Regions from separate parts of the Mus musculus genome. Here regions 1 and 3 are each linked to region 2. A link is a contact called in public promoter capture Hi-C data. All regions are on one chromosome and are shown on one strand. The core of a region is the stretch at or near the end of the contact, and the rest is flanking DNA. Distances in the headings are between cores, read along the strand shown.

The links. Promoter capture Hi-C pulls out the DNA fragments that hold promoters and counts their contacts.
Region 1: a promoter capture Hi-C map of the 3T3-L1 cell line shows a contact between it and region 2, with 5 times the contacts expected there. The contact joins the enhancer-like site here to the promoter of Lig3 in region 2. A contact is called at or near these places in 5 of 39 promoter capture datasets (the 3T3-L1 cell line, cranial neural crest, embryonic stem cells and 2 more) and 1 of 115 datasets of contacts at active chromatin or transcription factors (embryonic fibroblasts).
Region 3: a contact with region 2 is called in a promoter capture Hi-C map of pre-B cells, with 4 times the contacts expected there. The contact joins the enhancer-like site here to the promoter of Lig3 in region 2. A contact is called at or near these places in 9 of 39 promoter capture datasets (the 3T3-L1 cell line, the C10 cell line, cranial neural crest and 6 more) and 12 of 115 datasets of contacts at active chromatin or transcription factors (craniofacial prominence, embryonic basal ganglia, embryonic forebrain and 9 more).

What each region holds. Positions count from the first base shown.
Region 1 is chr11:81,998,266-82,001,853 of GRCm38.p6, forward strand. No RefSeq gene overlaps it. Among named protein-coding and RNA genes, the nearest start is that of Gm31522, 13 kb to the left of the region's middle. Within about 2 kb of position 2,111, at least 4 of the 459 cell types and tissues checked have an H3K27ac peak or open chromatin away from gene starts, as enhancers often do.
Region 2 is chr11:82,779,388-82,783,014 of GRCm38.p6, forward strand. Lig3 (ligase III, DNA, ATP-dependent) reads left to right here and starts at 1,722. Exons shown (of 20, transcript NM_010716.3): 1 at 1,722-1,889. It overlaps Gm11423 (predicted gene 11423), which reads right to left and starts at 1,655. Exons shown (of 3, transcript NR_126067.1): 1 at 1,469-1,655; 2 at 748-911; 3 at 214-548.
Region 3 is chr11:82,250,826-82,254,941 of GRCm38.p6, forward strand. No RefSeq gene overlaps it. Among named protein-coding and RNA genes, the nearest start is that of Ccl1, 73 kb to the left of the region's middle. Within about 2 kb of position 1,761, at least 11 of the 459 cell types and tissues checked have an H3K27ac peak or open chromatin away from gene starts, as enhancers often do. A contact at or near this core is called in oligodendrocyte precursor cells and pre-B cells, where this site is marked.

The DNA.
Region 1 (3,588 bases), core at 861-3,360, 780 kb before region 2:
ATGCCTGAGAAGGCTCAGGAGAGAGGTGGGAAGGAAGCACGTTTATCTACGTGCTTCCCTCCAGCTCTGTGGGTGTGGCTGGAGGTATGGACTACAGATCCAGTCCCCAAGTTTGCATGGCCAGGGTAGGCGCTAAAGGTTTTCCCCTGAAGACAAGCAGGATCCTGCCCTGTCTCAGGCAGCAGTGGCCTGATGGTGGCTGAGGCCAGGCATCCTTTAGAGGCAGCCCGAGCTGGTGGGGGTGTTAGAACCACGGCAGAAGGAAAGGGGGAAGGGAGAACAATGGAGTCCCATGGGAGAGACATGGAATTGGAACCAGGGGCAAAGCAGCACTGTATGTCATGAGAATTGAGGGAAAATTGTCAAGCATGTACACACACACACACACCCATTAAACACATGCATAGAGAAAACACACACACACACACACACAGAAAGAGAGAGAGAGAGAGAGAGAGAGAGAGAGAGAGAGAGAGAGAGAGAACAGAGAGAGGGTAGTTTTCTGTATTCTCAAGCTTTCAGGTTTCCAGAAGACAAGACTATCTGTGGACTCTAAGACAGGAGAGCTTATAATTGAAAGTTGTTGCGCGGTCTGGGGAGATGACTCAGTCAGTAAGTTGCTTGCCAGACAAGTATGGAGATCAGAACTTGATTCTAAGAGTCCACATAAAACCCTGCAGCCATTTAATCCCAGTCCTGAGGAAGCAGAGACAGGCGGATCCCTGGGTTTGCTGGGAAGCCAACCTAGCTAGCTCAGCATGGCTGTGATGAACACACAGAAACCGTCTCCAAAAAGCTCAGGAGCTGAGGCACTGGTCCGTGTGCTGGGATCACATAGAAGGGAAAAGGGACCATGGGCCAGTGAGACTCCTCAGTCACAGTGTGATGAGGGGAGACACTGGCATGGTATACACGTCAGGACAGGCTAGCTTCTGCTGCAGTAACAAGTGGTCCCCAGTCTCAGTGGCTGCTCTAACACTCATTTCTCTCCATTTCCACTGCAGAGGGAGGACTTAGTCTCCTGTACTCCCTTGGAGTCTTGGCATCTGAACCACCAGTTCCCATGTCAGGTCGCTTGTTCTGTTTCTACTGAGACATGGCAGTCACTCAGCTGGAGCTGATAGGCATGTGGGGGCACCTTGCAGGAGGACTCCAGCTTCTGGGAATGAGTATGTGAGGGGAGGGCTCCTTCCCCTCTCCCTCCTCCTTCACAGGTGAGAATGTGACTGGAGAAAGGAAGACAAGGTGAATTAGCACCCAGTGGAGACCAGCTGTGCCCTTTCTGCTGTTGGCTTGTGCTCCAGTCTGGCTAACTTCCTATCTCGGGCATTGAGAGCCATAGCTCTCAGGCTGGGTCTCTGCGGCTTCGTGCCAGCCTTGCATGTCCCTACAGATGTTCCATTCCTCCCCCATGCTGATATCTGGGCCTGACAGGCACAGTAACTGTGAGGAGCGGCTCTGCAGGCAGTGGGCAGAGAGGGCAGCTTCTTTCAGGGATGGGTGTGAGCTCCCAGCCTCCAACTCAAGGTCATTCCAGGTCAACCCTAGGCCCACCTCTGCTCTCCACACCACTGAATTTTTCCTCTGACCACTTAAACACTTTGTAGCTCCTGTCTTGGTATTGAACCTGGCCTCCAACTTCCCAATTCTGATTATAAGTCTAGCCTTTTTTTTTTTTTTTTTTTTTTTTTTTGGACCTATAGTCTAGGGCCTGATATTGAGCCTTCAACAATCTCTGATACCCAGCACCATAATTCTGAACTCAGTGCCTTAATGATAATAAGATCTTCCTCTAATCCCCATCCTTAACCAACCTCCCCACACTTAGCCAGCTTTTGGCTTTGAGTGCTTGGCACAAACCCTCACCACTCATCTCATTTATTAAAATTATCCCCCAGGTAGCTTCTGAGTGCCTTTAAGAATGACCCAGTATCCACTACTGCCTGGAAGTTAGCACCCACTAGCCACTGGGCTTTCTTCTCTCTATTACTATCTCCCATAGCTCTTGCCCCAGTAACCACACAGCCACAGGATAGTCCACCTGGCTCTCTGGGATGCCCAAGGATTCCCAGGGAGGTCTATGCTCCTGGTCTCTTTTCCACTTCTCCCTCCTGAAATGCTGCTGTGAGCTTCCTCTTGCACCTATGGTTACTTCTACACCCCAGGACTCTAGAATGCACATAGCCAGCCTGAGGCTTAGCCACCTCACTTGCATTGAAAAGTCCCCATGCAAGGAGAGAGCCAACTTGATAGTGAATACTAGTTTCCTCTAGAGTCCTCTCCTGCCTCAGCCCTCCATCTTGTCCAAGAGTCCTCCTTAGAGTTATACCTCTCCTGCACCACTCTTCCCTCTCATTTCCCCCTCCTTGGACTGTTCCTAGTAATGGAAACTGAAAATACTTCCACGGTGAGTGGAATGTCTGGGTACAGAAATCACCCTTCTATTTTATTAAGTCCAGAAGGGAGCTTTTCTTTTCTAGCCCCTCCCTTCCTCTTGATGTCTTAAGATCTGAAATTGCTGGGCCACGGGAGCCCCTGCAATCAATCCCAGCTGCCCCTGCAGCCCAAGAGACGTAGACTGCAGGCAGGTCTGAATGCAGCTCATGTTCTTTTTCCTTCCGAGAACTTCACACGTGTTTCCCACCATACAGACCTCAATGACACTCCCAGAATCCTCCAAAACCTGGCCACAGACTTTGGGACATGGATGGGGGAGGGAAGCTAGAAAAACAGGAAGGCAGAAGGGGACTGACACCCAGGGACATCAGCTAAGGATGCTTGGCTCAAGCAGGCTTGTGGGTCTGCCTCTGGTCTGGTCACATCATAGACCATCTCTGGGTGCAGGATGAAGGAAATCAATAGAGAGATAAGAACATCTATCCAGGGAGGCTTACTGGGGAAACTGGCTGTCATCTCACCTTCTCCCTTCGTCCGTGTCCTCACATTCGCTAGCTGACAGATGGACAAAATCCCCAGGTGAATACATAACTTCCAGGTCCAGCATCCTAGACCTTACTCCACACAATGAGCCTGGGGCTTGCTCCACTTCACTTCTCAGTCTACCAAGATGATGTTCCCAGCAGAGTCTCTTAGAGACAAGGAGGCCAGAATGACCCTTTAAGGAACAGAAGGAAAGAAAGCCACCAGACCTTGTGTGTGTCATAGGTGTGCGGAGTAGCAGTCACAGTTTAATCAGCCGCCTTTCTTCTTTGATTCTGAGCAAGGTGGTAACATTAGCACACACATCACATAACACAGAGTTAGGCAGCCACCACCACTATCGATCTAGAGTAACAGAAATTCCACAGCCTTGCACATCACTCTCTCTTTCCTAGGGCTTAGAAATCCCCTCCAGCTTCAGGCCCCTCCAGACTCACCCTTTCTGGAGTTTCAACAGCATCTTGCACTTTACTGTAAGGGCATTTTCCTCTTTTAGCTCCTTTTGGTGTTTTCGAACCTTTGCTATGTTGAATCAGTTTGCCCCAAAGTATTTTGGGGTGCTGTCACAAACAAAAGTATTTTCTTATCTCACTTTAAGTTGCCAGTGTATAGAAATATAACTCACCGAGCTTACAAACCCCACAGCCT
Region 2 (3,627 bases), core at 472-2,971:
GAAAAAGAAAGAAAAGGAAAGGAAAGGAAAGGAAAGGAAAGGAAAGGAAAGATATGCAATTGGCAGCTTTGGTACCTAGCGCTGTTTCACAGCAGGGGCACCTAAGTCAGAGATGATTATGAATACCATGTAGTTCTCATCAAGCAAAGCAAATACTTAGGGCCTGAGTCTTTTTGTACACTTCCGTCATTAACAAAGACATAATGAACTTCCTTTTAAGGGGTTCAACACTCTTTTATTAACCATTCATTTCATTAGCTCTCGAATTTCATTCATTTAGAAGTAGATGCAGGCAACATGGCAGCGTCAGATGCCTTTCATCCCAGCACATGGGAGGCACAGGTAGGTGGATTTCTGAGTTTGAGGCCAGCCTGGTCTACAAAGTTTGAGTTCCGGGACAGCCAGGGCTACACAGAGAAACCCGGTCTAAGAAGAGAAAGCCTTTGCAGATACCCACTGCTCCTCACCACAGGCTTTCTGTCTGTGGAGTGCTGAGCTGGAGCCATAACAATGGGAGTTAAGCACGCAGCCCCATCGTTTCTGATGCCCTAGTTCAAAGACAGTAAAACCAAACAGGTGAGTGACAGTAAATATTCTTTAACCGAACACATAAAAAATTGGCCAGCAAATAACTGGAATATATGCACTATTACTATTAATGAGGTATTTTACTCTCTTTGGGGAAGTGTTGGGTACTTGTCAGTGTACAGTGTTCATTTACAGCATCTCTCACTTCAGACTGCTTACATTTCCAGGGCTCAGCAACCGAATATATTGCTTGTGATGAAAGGGTTGGTCAGCACAGGGAAAGTCCATTGGGTTAAGATCAACTCCAGTCAAAATGTTCACGCTTCCTCAACTGGAGCCCTTGAGCCTAAGGCCTTCCGAACTCCAAACCCAGGTTTATCCTGCTGCAAGTTAAGAGAAAACAAAGAGCCTTCACCTCATTTCAAACACCAGGATCTAGCTGGCCTCAGTACAGCAGACACTCAACCTTGAACTCCAGAGAGCCTCCCTCGGCTCATTCTCCAGTTCTGTTAAAGACCTCGTCTATCAGCCCTTCATTTCTATGAACAAATAACTGAGCACCTCACACAGATTCAAGCATACACCTTCCTCTCCATCTCAAGGCCACTTTGATATGGACAACAGCCTTTTAGTGAGTCGGCTTGTCTTAGTCTCTCCCCTGACCAGCTTCAACTATAGTGACCCCTCACAGCGTTCTTTCCCTATGGAAAAAAAGCTAAACTCTTCCTCAGAAATAGAACTTAGTTCCACGATCTGCACTTTATTTACCTAACAAAGCCCAACTGTTTGCCCTTCCCAGACTGAACAAGGCCTGAATACTTTTATTTTTTGAAAAATTAGCCATCTTGAACTCACAGAGCCTATTTGAGGTTTAGAAGCACTAGTTCGCTAAATGACATAAACGGGGCCACAGTCCCTGTTCTTCACATTTTCTAATTACCTTTTTAATTAAAGTAGTGCCTTTTAATTCAGCAAAACTCCTGCGGTGCGGAAGACACAGGTGGAACGACTCGAGCTTCCCATCCCTAGGATCACTGCAATGATTTTTCAACACTACCTTCAATATCTAACAATCTGAGAAACTCTAGGAAGTTCAGGGACGCTGCGCCCCAAGCCGCCACTCCAACCCAACACTCAGTTCAAGATTTCCGGGTAGGAATAGAACAGCGACCCACGTGGCGACCGGAGGGGGCGGGGTCCGAGGGCGCAAGTCGGTTACTGCGCCTGCGCCCTGCCTCCGGCTGGAGTACCCGTATTTAAAGAGACAGGCGGTCTATTCATCGTGCGGGACCCGTGGCCTTGTGGGCGCCTGGTCCGGTGGCTCGTGCGGAGCGTCAGAGCCAGGGCAGCCGAGAAGGCAGGTGAGGGGCGGCGCGGCGCGGAGCGGCGGGCCGCGGTGCGCCGTGTGGGGAGGGCCGGGGCCGAACGCGGCGTGGCTGGAGTGGCCGTGGCTCCTCCCCCGCCCGCCGCTCAGCCTGGGGGCACACCCTCCGTGACGTGGCGCCCCCACGGGAGCCCACGGGAGGCCCGCGGCCCCCGGGACCCTGGGCAGCCACCGGGAAGGGCAGGATGCCAGAGTGGGCATTCTCAGGGGGTCGGGGCCGGGCCGCCGCCGGTCCCTCTCCGCCGCCTTGTTGCGCGGCCGCGGCTCGCCCGCACAGCCTGTGGGCAGAACGGCGTGCTGCTTGCTCTTCGGGCTCCCGGCCTCCTCGCGCCGGTCTCCCCGGGTAGTTATTTGTCGTATCCCGGGATGGGCGATACGACACCCTACCCACCCTACTCTGCGGAAAGTTGAACTCCTACTCGCCCTGAGCTCCTCCTCAGCCCTTGCCGGCCTTCACTCGCCTCTCAGATTCTTAACGGTTAGGGCTTGTGTGACCCCCTGAGTCTGCCAGTTACGGACCTCCCCTCCCCCAAGTCGAACATTGTCAAATACACAAGTTTGGTATACAAACTTCAGAACTCCACGTCCGGCTTGCCCTCGTACTCCTTGTAGTTTTCCTAACCACCCCATGAAGTAGTTCTAATCTTTGGGGGGTTTGTTTTCTTGCTTGTTTTCCTTTTGAGACGGTCTTGACGACGTACCCTGGCTAGACAGAAATTTACTAAGTAAACCAGACTTTCTAGCTTCGAACGCACAGCAATCCTTCTGTCTTTGCCTTCTGATATGATTACAGACGAGAACCACCATAACTAGCTCTTAGTCCTGTTGTAATTGTTGTTGTTTTTTTGTTGTTTTTTAAGATAAAACTGGGGCCGGGTGTGGTAGCACACGCCTTTAATCCCTGCACTCAGAACACTAGCTTGCTCTTCCTAGTGACTTCCAGGACAGCCAGAGCTACATAGAAAAATCTATCTAAAAACAAACAAACAAAAAAACCGAAAAATAAATAATAGAAAATAAACTGAAGTCATGCTTGGTGGTTCATACCTATAATTCTAGGGCTGGAGGTGGGAGGATCGGATCGGCCAACTAAGGTGTCTGGCTAGGGTCCACCTTGTTGGAGAAAACCAAGTCGCCTGATATCTGCCCCCACCTCCCCACCCCGCTGTAGATGGGTAGGCTTGGTCTCCAACCCTTTCTTTAGTAGTACACCTGCTGTGCTCCGCTCTACCTCAGCCTTCTTGCTGCTCTGACACAATATCAATTAAAGTTCTCAGCAGAGTGGGGACTAAAAATAGTTTCCAGTAAATTGAAAATTAAAACTGTAAAGCCACTTAAATAATTACAGATATAAGAAGGGATAGGAATAATCATTTTCCACTTGAATTGGTTCATCACTTGCTTAGATTCTTACAGTCCAGTTATTTCAACCTCCCCTGATTCAGGTCGCCGAATTAAGCAAGGGAATTGCGTATTCTGTTTCTAAGGAACAACTTAGAAACAGCTACTCTTTGAATGAGGTACTACTGTGAGCTGCATTTTACAGATGAAATAGGAGCAGAGAGGGAAAGTAACTGAACAGAGCTCACACAGCAGCTAAATGGCTAAGTAAGGCTCTGAACTTGGGCAGTCCATCTGATTATAGACTCTGATTAGTTTTTTTCTCAAAGGGGCCCTCTTCTGAAATCCTAAAACTGTTATAGTGGCTTCATTGT
Region 3 (4,116 bases), core at 511-3,010, 530 kb before region 2:
GGGAACAGACCGGGCCAACTGCAAAAGAGCTTCCCGATTTCCTCCTAAGTGCGTTGGGAGGTTGGAGCCCAAAGGCACCCAAAGACGGGTCTTTCCCACCATCTTGTGCTGTCCCTCCAGACTTCAGGCTCCCTGTGCACATGGTTACGAAGCTGGGAGCCACCTCCTAGGGAAGTCTCATAGCTCCAGTGGACCGGCATGAGATCCTCTTGTGTTCCCAGCCTCAGGTCTCTTCTCCCAGTCACACAAACATAACCTGGGCCTGTGTTCTTCTGTTATAAAGTCCCTTGATACCTAAGATAGGGACAGTTAAAAAAAGGGGGGGGCTGGAGCCCCTCAGTGTGTGTGAAGAACATGTGTGGACATCCAGGTCTGAGAGTGGGAAAAAGCAGGACTCCAGTGTTTATCATCTCTTGCAGTGCCTGGGCTGTGCGGAGGACACATGTCAGAAAGCTTAGGCTTCCCACCCAAACCCCCAACGCCACAGTGACCAAGTATAGGCTGCAGGGACTCTTGCGGAATCCTCCTGGAATTTGAGCAAATCACCACTTACATACACCCCATTGTCTCTCCGTGTAATGGGGTCCACCCTAGCAACTGCCTGACAGCTGTGCCCCAGGCACACTACAGTGTCAGATGAATAGCCCCTTCCCTTTGTTTCCTGTGCAGCACACAGTAGGTGTTCTGTGAGCATTGCCCAGACACCCTCCTCCCTCTGAAGACAAAGGAGGGACGGGGTGGTCCAGCAGTGTAATATCAAACCTGCTAGAGCCGCTCTTACAGAATGTTCCCTAGGATCTCACCCATGTGTATGTGTGCTTGCTGTTCTGGCCCCCTCTCTCTCTCCCTCTCCCCCTCCCCCTCTCTCCCCTCTGTCCCCCACACTTCCTCCTTACCCTTTCTCCTAACTCACTCCCACCAGCCTCTCCAGGCCCCACATCTAGGCTGTAGATTCATCATCTGCCTCCTCTACAGCAAGCTTAGTTAGATATAGCCAGTGGTCACACTTGGCAAGTCAACACTAGCTATACTCTTGGAGCCCCAGACACTGGAGAAGGACCATCTGTGACCATCTGGCTCCTGACCTAAAGCTGGTGCTCCAGTAACAATGACTTAGCATTTCTAGTCCCACCTCAGATCTCAGCCACTGATGTTCTCAAGGCTCCCCAAACCCACCTTGCCTCTTTGTTTAGGCTTAAACAAGACCCATCACCCTTCCCTGTGCAGCTAACATGCTTTCTACTAGAGGCCCCTAGAATGTCCTCTCCCTCTCCCTCACATGCTGATGACAGTTCCTGGGTTTGTGGTTCGAGGGGGACACGGGGTGAATGGATTGTCCTTTGAGATAGGAGGTCTATCAGAAGAGTTACTGACACCACAGGTGGACAGATGGACAACAGAATGGCAGGGGCTTTGGAGGAGAGACCTCTGGCCCCTGAGCCAGAGTTAACTAGGTAGGTCTCTTCTTAAGGGTCCCAGAGGAAGAAGGAAGTTTCATGCTCTGTGAATAGTTCACAGCATGTGCCCTGCCTGTAATCTGAGGGAAGGAACATAAAACTCCAAAGAGGTGGGGGAAGTGGGGAAGTGCACACATCTAGCTGAATGGTGCCCTTTTTACAGTAACCCTTTCATGGCCCAGATTCTGATGTCCTTAGAGAAATGAGACTATTACTTGCCATTCTCCTGGGATCTGTGCACCTGGGGAGTATGTTGAAGGGTCACATATTCACTGAGAGGCTCTCATCAAGGGCTTGTCATTTTCTTCACAGCAGCTGTGAGAAGGAGGCTGTTGCCGGTAGGTGTGGCCTGATCAGCCCCTAGCTTGCATCTAACAGGTGCAGCTTCCAGACTCTTTATGCCAGCACTCATCTAAGTCTACTTAGCCAAAGGTATCTGCCTGGATGGGCGTTTGTCTAAGTCAGCATCCAGGTTTGTATATTAGCTATGACATAGGCACCAATAGTGTCTCGCCCAGGAACAGAGTAGGTATGATGTGGGGGTTCTTCAGGATGCTCAGGGGATTCGGGTGTGAAGCATAAATGATGCGGTGATGCTGAGATGCCGGGCACAGGGTGAGAGGTACACTTCAGCCTGCATGTGCACAGTGGGGCCTCTAGTGCGCAGGCCTTCCTGTACAAAGTCCAAGGTGCAATCGTTCCATACATCAACATCCCTGAGCCTCCCAGTGATTGAACAAGCCTAAGCTCTGCTCCCAGGCTCCAGTCCCAATGGGTGCATGAAACCCCTCTTAAAAACCAATTTAAAAACTCTGAGTCATGAGAGTGTGCTCTTCCCCTTCCAGAGCATCATTCACCACCATCATCTTACAGTCTCCTGGAAACCTTGTCCTCTTCTTCAGGAAGGGGGCTTGGGAGTACAGCCCATTTGAGGCTGACTTGTGAATCAAATCCCATCTTGAGATCCTAACTCCTAACCTTCAAGGTAGGGTATGGAAGGTTCCTGGGCACGTAGGATCCGCTGGGATAAGAGCTCCATCAAACCTCAGGCTCTCCTTCTCCCAGTGCTTCCTTCTCTGTCAGACAAGAGCCAGAATGATCCCACCAACTCAGTACTGAGGATGCCGACAGATAGATTTCCTCCAGCTGAGCTCAAGCTCGGCTTCCTTCAGGGATTTCTCTCTGAAGGTCCACTCCTACCCCACATCCAGGCCCTGGAATGTCCCCAAGCCACACAGTGCCTGTTTGCAGGTCTGTCTTCTGTCTCCACAGCAGCCTCTGAGCCTTTTTACAACAAGGACAGGGTCTCATTCATCTCGGGGCTGCTGCTTGGCACAGTGCCCAGCACATCTTAGCAATTTCAGAAGCTCTCCTGGACGTCTGAATGAATGAATGCATGAATGACTAGCCTAGGACACGAACCAAGTCTGTACACAGTTATTTTGAAACTGGTAATATATGGGAGAAAGACTTGGTGAATGCTGGGGTAGGGGTGGGGAACTGGCCTCAGGCCTTATCCCTTCTACCTGGCTAGTCCTTGGGTTAATTTCCAACAGGTGGAGTGGCTGTGCAGAGCAGAAAAAGTGAGCCTTGGCCTGTGATGGGTCCTATAGCAATCAGCCCTGCCCAGGCCCTCATTCCTATCTGTGCCCATAGAGGAGGCCACCTTGTCTGTGAAAGCCAATATGTTTTGCTACTGTCCCTGCTGGGAGAAGAGAGATCCTGACCTCTACTTGCCTGCCTGTATACTGCTCCTTTGCTGAAGCCCCTAGGGGATCCTCCTGCAGTACCTTGGAAATGATTCCGCGGAGAGTTGCCATCCCTGACTTTTTCTGCAAACTGTAAAAGCTTGAGCCGGTCCTTGCTCTCCATACCCCTTGTTCATCTGCTCTGTGGCCAGTAGCCAAGTATGCATACTAATATTAACAGTCCTAATGGGCCCTAGCTTGGTCGTCTCGCTTACAAAGCACTTTTAGACCCATCATCAGAGCTGATCTCAAACCAGTGTGGAGGGCATAGCAGGGCTGTAGCTAGTGCATCACCATCTTAGTATGGGGAGAAACTAAGGATCTGGGAGAGGAAAGGATCGGTCAGCTCCAGGTAGCATAGATGTGAGCCTGAGGAGAGCATGGGCCAGAGGCCGGGTGTCCTGACAGACCATCCAGCACTCACACCCTGCCTTGTTCCCACCCTCTCCTGTGCCCTTGGTGTTCTGGCCAGTAGCATCACCTCTCAGGTGATCTATTCTCTGTCAGTAGAAGAGAGTGTAACAAGGAGAAGCAGGCTTCTGCTATCTACGACAAGAGCTGAAAGGACCTGCCAAGACATTTTCTGCGTGACTTTGGGCTAGACATCTTCCTCTGTGAGCCTCAAAGTCCACAATGGCAGTCGAGAGCCTGCCCTCTGTGCAGCAGGCTGCTGAAAGCTAAGGTGTTGCCCTGGGGACCTGACTGAGATTGGCAGCAGCTTGTCTCTGGAGTGACCATCTCAGGGATGGAGAGTGGAAGGGACAACCCAGAAGTGTGGCCTGTGGAACTCCCGGAGGACTCCCGAGGCCTCTTGGGGATGGGACGGAATGGCTATACTATGGCTTCCCCTGACAAATGACTTAAACACTTTATCAGTGTGTGCTAAAATGGTCCAGCCAGATGGCAACTAT